Linked DNA regions of Macaca mulatta: region 1 is linked to region 2. Evidence: chromatin contacts called from public Hi-C data. All regions are on one chromosome and are shown on one strand. Each heading gives the region's core, a stretch centred on a gene start, on an enhancer-like site or on the middle of the called end of the contact. The rest is flanking DNA. Distances are from core to core; before and after follow the strand shown.

Region 1 (2,700 bases), core at 72-2,571, 37 kb before region 2:
AGGATGGAAGTGAGTGAAGTGGGGTGGGCGACTGAGCAGGGTCCCTGGGGATAGGAGCTGGGGCTGGGGTACAGGGTTGGGTCCCCACCTGGCCCTAACCTGGTGCTGACTCCCCCATCCGGCTCCGGAGAGATCTGGGCTCCATCCTCATCGTTCTCCAGGTTCTGTTGCAGAACACAGGTCTCAGGAGGGTTGCTAGGCTGGGGCCCTTCCTCATCCCTTCCCAGGGAGAGAAAGCAGGCCTACACAACCATTTGCCTGGCCGCCTGGCAGCTGCTCACCTGGCCCTCCGCCCTCCCTGCAGAACGGGTTTGGTGAATCACAGAAACCAGGTAGGAGGGGGGTGGATGCCAGGGCTTTGGGGAGCAGGAGCCTGCACGGGTCCCAGGGAAAGGAGAGCTCCCAACTTTGGGAGTCAGGGTGGAGCCCTCATTCAGTGGCCTAGAATGGGAGCTTGGGAATTGGGGTGCCAGGGAAGGCCAGGCCCAGGGTTCCCAGGTTCAAGGTACAGGGATCTGGTCCAGGTCTCCAAGAAAAGCAGCCTAGGGTTGGTGGAGGTTTTCTGGGAAAATGGGGATTGATTTCTGGTTTAGTGGGAGCCAAAGGGTGGGCAAGGACTGGTCATGTCAGAGGGGCTCCAGCTCTTAGGGGTGATGGTGGAATTAGGGTGAGGGCTTTCAGAATAGAGAAAGGCGTGCGGGTTCCCATCAGCTTAGCTGGCCTGGGGCACAGGGGATGCTCCTGCGTGTGGGCAAGGTCTGGTTCAGATACAGAGGAGCTCCCCCAACCCAGCGGGGGCCAGGGGCGATACCCAGGATAAGTAGGGAATCGGCTGGGTTCCCCAGCTGGAGTTGAGGGATGAGCTCCTGGGCTGTGGACTCTTCCCGGCTGGCTGGGGCCCGGTATCGGAACTGGGAGGGCCTGGGCAGGGCTGTGGATTAAGAGTCACGTCCGGGGGTGGGGGGGCGGTCTCGCATTTCAGCTGGGGCCTCTAGGCAGATTCTCCCCCGAGTTGAGGCCTTTGGGGCCCGGCCTGGGGTCCCGTCCGGCCGGGGACAGGGGGTGAGGTGGGCCGGGCGGTTCACCTGGTAGCGCAGCCGGGACTGCTTGTCCTCGTCAGCCACCTCGAACCGGGCCCGACGCTCGAAGTGCAGCGGCCCAAAGCGCGCGACCCCGCTGGCCTCGGGCCCAGGGCCCGCGTCCTCCAGGGACAGCTCGAAGGCATCATCAATGCTGAACTGGGGCCGGGCGGCGCTCATGGCCCCGGCCCGCTCAGGCGCCGTGCGCCGCCGCCATCTGCGCCCACACGCCCAGCGTCGCCGCGGCCCCGCCCCCACATGCCCCGCCCCTCCGGCCCTGGCTCCGCCCCACACGCCGGCTCCGCCCCACACGCCGGCACCGCCCCCGTTCGCCCTAAGCAGGCCAGAGCTGCCGAGCGCCGAGCGGGCTGATGGGTGGGAGCCTCTTCAAGACTGCGCGTGCCTGGCCAGTGACGCCACTCAGTGGCCGCCATGGCGAGCGACAGCCGATGCCGGGCTCTGACACAGCCCCCAGACCTGTAGGTGGGGGCCTTGGGGGGGCTCCACGCCCCAACCTCCAGGTCCCTGACAGGGCCTTTTGCACCGCAGCGTGTTCCTCGAGTGCCAAGGAGACTCCTGGAAACTGTTTCCCCACCTTACTCACAACAGCCCTGAACCGCAGGGGTACTCTCCCCATTTTTGCAAATGTGGAAACCGAGGCTCAGAGAGCTTATGTGTCTTCCACTTCTCCAGTCCAGTCTTCACGCAGCAGCCGAAGTGATCTTTTAAAACGAATCTTTTTATCTCTGTGTTATTCTTAAATGAAACCTTTTTAAAAAATTATGCTACTGGCCGGGCTCGGTGGCTTACTCCTGTAATCCCAGCACTTTGGGAGGCCGAGGCGGGTGGATCACTTGAGGTCAGGAGTTCCAGACCAGCCTGGCCAACAGGCGAAGAAACCCTGTCTTTACTAAAAACACAAAAAGTAGCCGGGCGTGGTAGCGCATGCCTATAGTCCCAGCTACTTGGGAGGCTGAGGCAGAAGAATTGCTTGAACCCAGGAGGCAGATGTTGCAGTGGGCCGAGACTGAGCCACTGCACTCCAGCCTGGGCGACAGAGCAAGACTCCATCTCAAACAAAACAAAACAAAACAAACAAAAAATATTCCCTTGGTTTTCCATTGCACTTAGAATAAAATCTGAACTCTTGGCAGGGCATGTGGCTCACACTTGGGGAGGCCGAGGTGAGTGGATCACTTGAGGTCAGGAGTCCGAGACCAGCCTGGCCAACAGGGTGAAACCCAGTCTCTACTAAAAATACAAAAATTAACCGGGCACGGTGGCCTGTGCCTGTAATCCCAGCTACTTGGGAGGCTGAGGCAGGAGAATTGCTTGTACCCTGGAGGCAGAGGTTGCAGTGAGTGGAGATACCACTGCACTCCAGCCTGGGCAACAAAGCAAGACTCCGTCAAAAAAAAAAAAAAAAACCCATGGGGACTGGTGAGGGTGAGGGTGGAAGACAGCAGAAAGCAGAAGTGCTCTGTGAATTAGGTGGACCTGGGTTCAAATCCCCATTCTACCACTTGGAAGTATTTGGGACTTTGGCAAACCCCTCATTCATTTCTGCCACAAGTATTTATTAAACATCTACTCAGGGCCAAACACTGTTTTGGGTACTATA
Region 2 (2,700 bases), core at 183-2,682:
CAGGGCAGCCGGGTCCTCGACCTCCCCCTCCCAGCATCCTTCCTGGACCCCCGGCCCTCGCTGGCTCTCCACGCGCCTAGGCAGCCACCCCGTCCTCTTCTGGGGGGGTGAGCCCTCCTCAGGCTGAGGCCAGAGTGGCTCCACTTGGTATCCCACGGGCCCTGGCCCTGGAGACCCGCTCCGCCCACCTGCGCCCCAGACTGGCACCGAGGTTCCGCTGCAGGCACCCCTCCATCCCCCACTCGCACCCCGCGAGCAAGCGAGAGGCCCCGTTGTCCCCACTTCCCTCTGCTCGCCGGCGTCCCGGTCCCCTGCCGCGCTCTCGGCCCGCCTGCCGACGTCCCGGCTCACCTCTAGCTTGAGGCGGGCGCCCCTCACCCAGCCCGGGCAGGGCCGGCCGGCCCGTGGGTCGGAGCCCGGAGCGCCCCCAGCCCCGGCCTTGGGTTCCAGCGGTGGCCGGACCCTCCCGAGGCGCAGTGCCGGCCCATGGCCCCGACCTTCCTCTCGATCCGCCCGCCGGCGCCCCTGCCGTCCCTCCCCGCAGCCCGCCGCGTCACTGCGGCCGCCCCGCCCCTTTCCTGGGCCCGGCTGGCCCTCCCCACCCCGGCGGGGTCCGGGCAGCCCCGCCTGCAGCGGAGGAGGCGGGGAGGCAGGCCCCTGCCTTCCTTCCCCCGGGCAGTGGGAAAGAGGCCATTGCCTAAATTCTGGCACTTCTTAGTCCCTCAGTGCTGACTGGGGTCCCCAAAGACTCTTAGTTCCTATCTCCACCCTAGCCCAGCCCTCCTGTGTACAGTGACAAGGTGGAGTTTGATAAAGGAGGTCCCAGGCCCACTCTCCTCTTCTCACCCAGTCCTTAGATTTGGGACCCAGGGTAGAGGAAATGCCTCCCCACCAGTCTAGCCAGAAGCTGGCGGCTCTGACGTGCCTCCACCTAGGGCTGGGCTCCAGGGCCCCAGGCCTCTATGGTCACCCAGCTACACGCCCAGGCAGAAGCGGGTTGTCACTCTGAGTGGCTGGGCTAGTCCCTGCATGGGGCCACAAAGCCTCCCCCACCTCTGCCTTCCGGGTCCACAAGTCTGGTCACCCAGCCACCCGGAGTCTGGGCAAAGGCCTCATGAGGCACCGCAAGGCTGGGCTCATGGGATCCCACCCAGCCTGCTACAAGGTGCTGGGGTAGTGACAGCAGCACCCGGCCAGCCCCTCCCCTTGACTGTGAGGCCAAGGGCTGGAAGCAGCAGTGCCCGTTCTCTCTGAGGAGTCAGAGACCTTCAGGGCTGATTCAGAGGCTGGGGTGTTGTCAGGGCATTAGGGCGTTTGAGGGAGTGGCTTACGTGAACTGGCATTTCCATGCTGCCAGGCATCACCGCCAATCCAGAGGAAGCGCCCTCCAGGCCCAGGCTGCCCATAGCGCCAAGGGCTGTGGAAGCAGCCAGGCCCTGTGCTGCCCCCTGGTGGCACCACAGGAAGGCCCAGGGCTCTCAGCGCCACGGCTGGGGCGGAGAGGGCCCGGTTCCCACCTGAGGCTGATGGCCCACAGAGGCAAGTCAAACCCTGTTTAGTCACACCCTCCCCACTCCTAGTCTCCTCTTCCCCTTTCTCTGCCTGGCCCACCCAGGTTTAGCTGAAGAACCAGACCCAGAAAGGCTCAGAGCTGAGAGCACAACTCCAAATCATCTTTTATTAATATAAAAAGGGCATATTTAGCAAAAGACACACAGATAAAAGAGTCACTATGGCTCAGGACACAAGGCAGTGAGGTGCCAGGCCTGAGCCCCTGCTGGGGGAGAAGGAGGCTCGGGACAAAGTGGGAGAAGGGCTGGGAAGGGCTGAGCGGTGGGGACCACAGAAAGTTCCGGTGGGCAACACTGTTGGCAGGTCATGGGTGGGACTCATGGGGACCTCGCTGCTAACTCTTGTTGTGGGGGGATGTCCTTAGTGCTGCCACCTGGAGAGCCGCTCCTTGGTTCCTGGAGGGGACCCACCAAGGGACACAGGACAGGAAGCCCAGGATGGTTAGTGCAACTCGGGATGAAGGCCAGGGAGAAGCGGGTGCTCTGCAGTGGCCGGGAAAGGTCCAGACGCTGAGGCCGGGGCGCTTCCTGTTACGTGCGGGCGTTCCGCTCTGTCTCTGCCAGGCACTCTCTGACTAGGGCCCGAGCATGGATGATACCTGGTGGTGGGGTGGGGTCTCAGCAACCCTCCACAGCCCCACCCACTGCCCTCCAGAGGAGGACCCCTGCCTCCCCACTCCCTTTCCCCTTTCAGCAAGAGAAATTCCAAACTAATGACGGCTAGATGAGATTAGAGGTTTGGTTAATCCTCAAGGTTGCCCTGTAGAAGTACAAATTCCCAGGCTCTTCCCTGGAAATGGACGCAATTTCAATTCGATTCAAAACACCTCTCTGGGTAGTAATACTGGCCCTCCTCTAGGCTTGGCTCAGGTGGCCTCCGGATGTCTTTCTTTCCCTAATGGAAGATAGTCCAGTGTCGGTTTCCTAAGCAGGGCGGCCTGGCCTCACTTACCTCTCTTCAGGCGCTCCATGGCGCTCTTGCTGCCAGCATATGTGGGCCGGATCTCTTTGCCCATCTCCTCTATGACTGACAGCAGGTCCGTGTAGGTGCTCTGGGAGCCCTGGGCGCCGGGTGGCTTCATCGCCTATGTCAAAAGAGAACAGGGCAGTGAGCTCAGGCACCTGGCGG

What was found. Hi-C and Micro-C count contacts between places; a contact is called where the count stands out from the background.
Region 1: a contact with region 2 is called in a Hi-C map of liver, with 2.4 times the contacts expected there. The contact joins the promoter of TMEM134 here to the promoter of PITPNM1 in region 2. A contact is called at or near these places in 3 of 14 Hi-C or Micro-C datasets (CD4 T cells, fetal cortical plate and liver).

Annotation. Positions count from the first base shown.
Region 1 is chr14:6,911,928-6,914,627 of T2T-MMU8v2.0, reverse strand. It overlaps TMEM134 (transmembrane protein 134), which reads right to left and starts at 1,321. Exons shown (of 7, transcript XR_003722456.2): 1 at 1,086-1,321; 2 at 100-164.
Region 2 is chr14:6,875,129-6,877,828 of T2T-MMU8v2.0, reverse strand. It overlaps PITPNM1 (phosphatidylinositol transfer protein membrane associated 1), which reads right to left and starts at 1,432. Exons shown (of 25, transcript XM_077961983.1): 1 at 1,332-1,432. It overlaps CDK2AP2 (cyclin dependent kinase 2 associated protein 2), which reads right to left. Exons shown (of 4, transcript NM_001266586.1): 3 at 2,524-2,656; 4 at 1,675-2,170. The coding sequence ends at 2,103.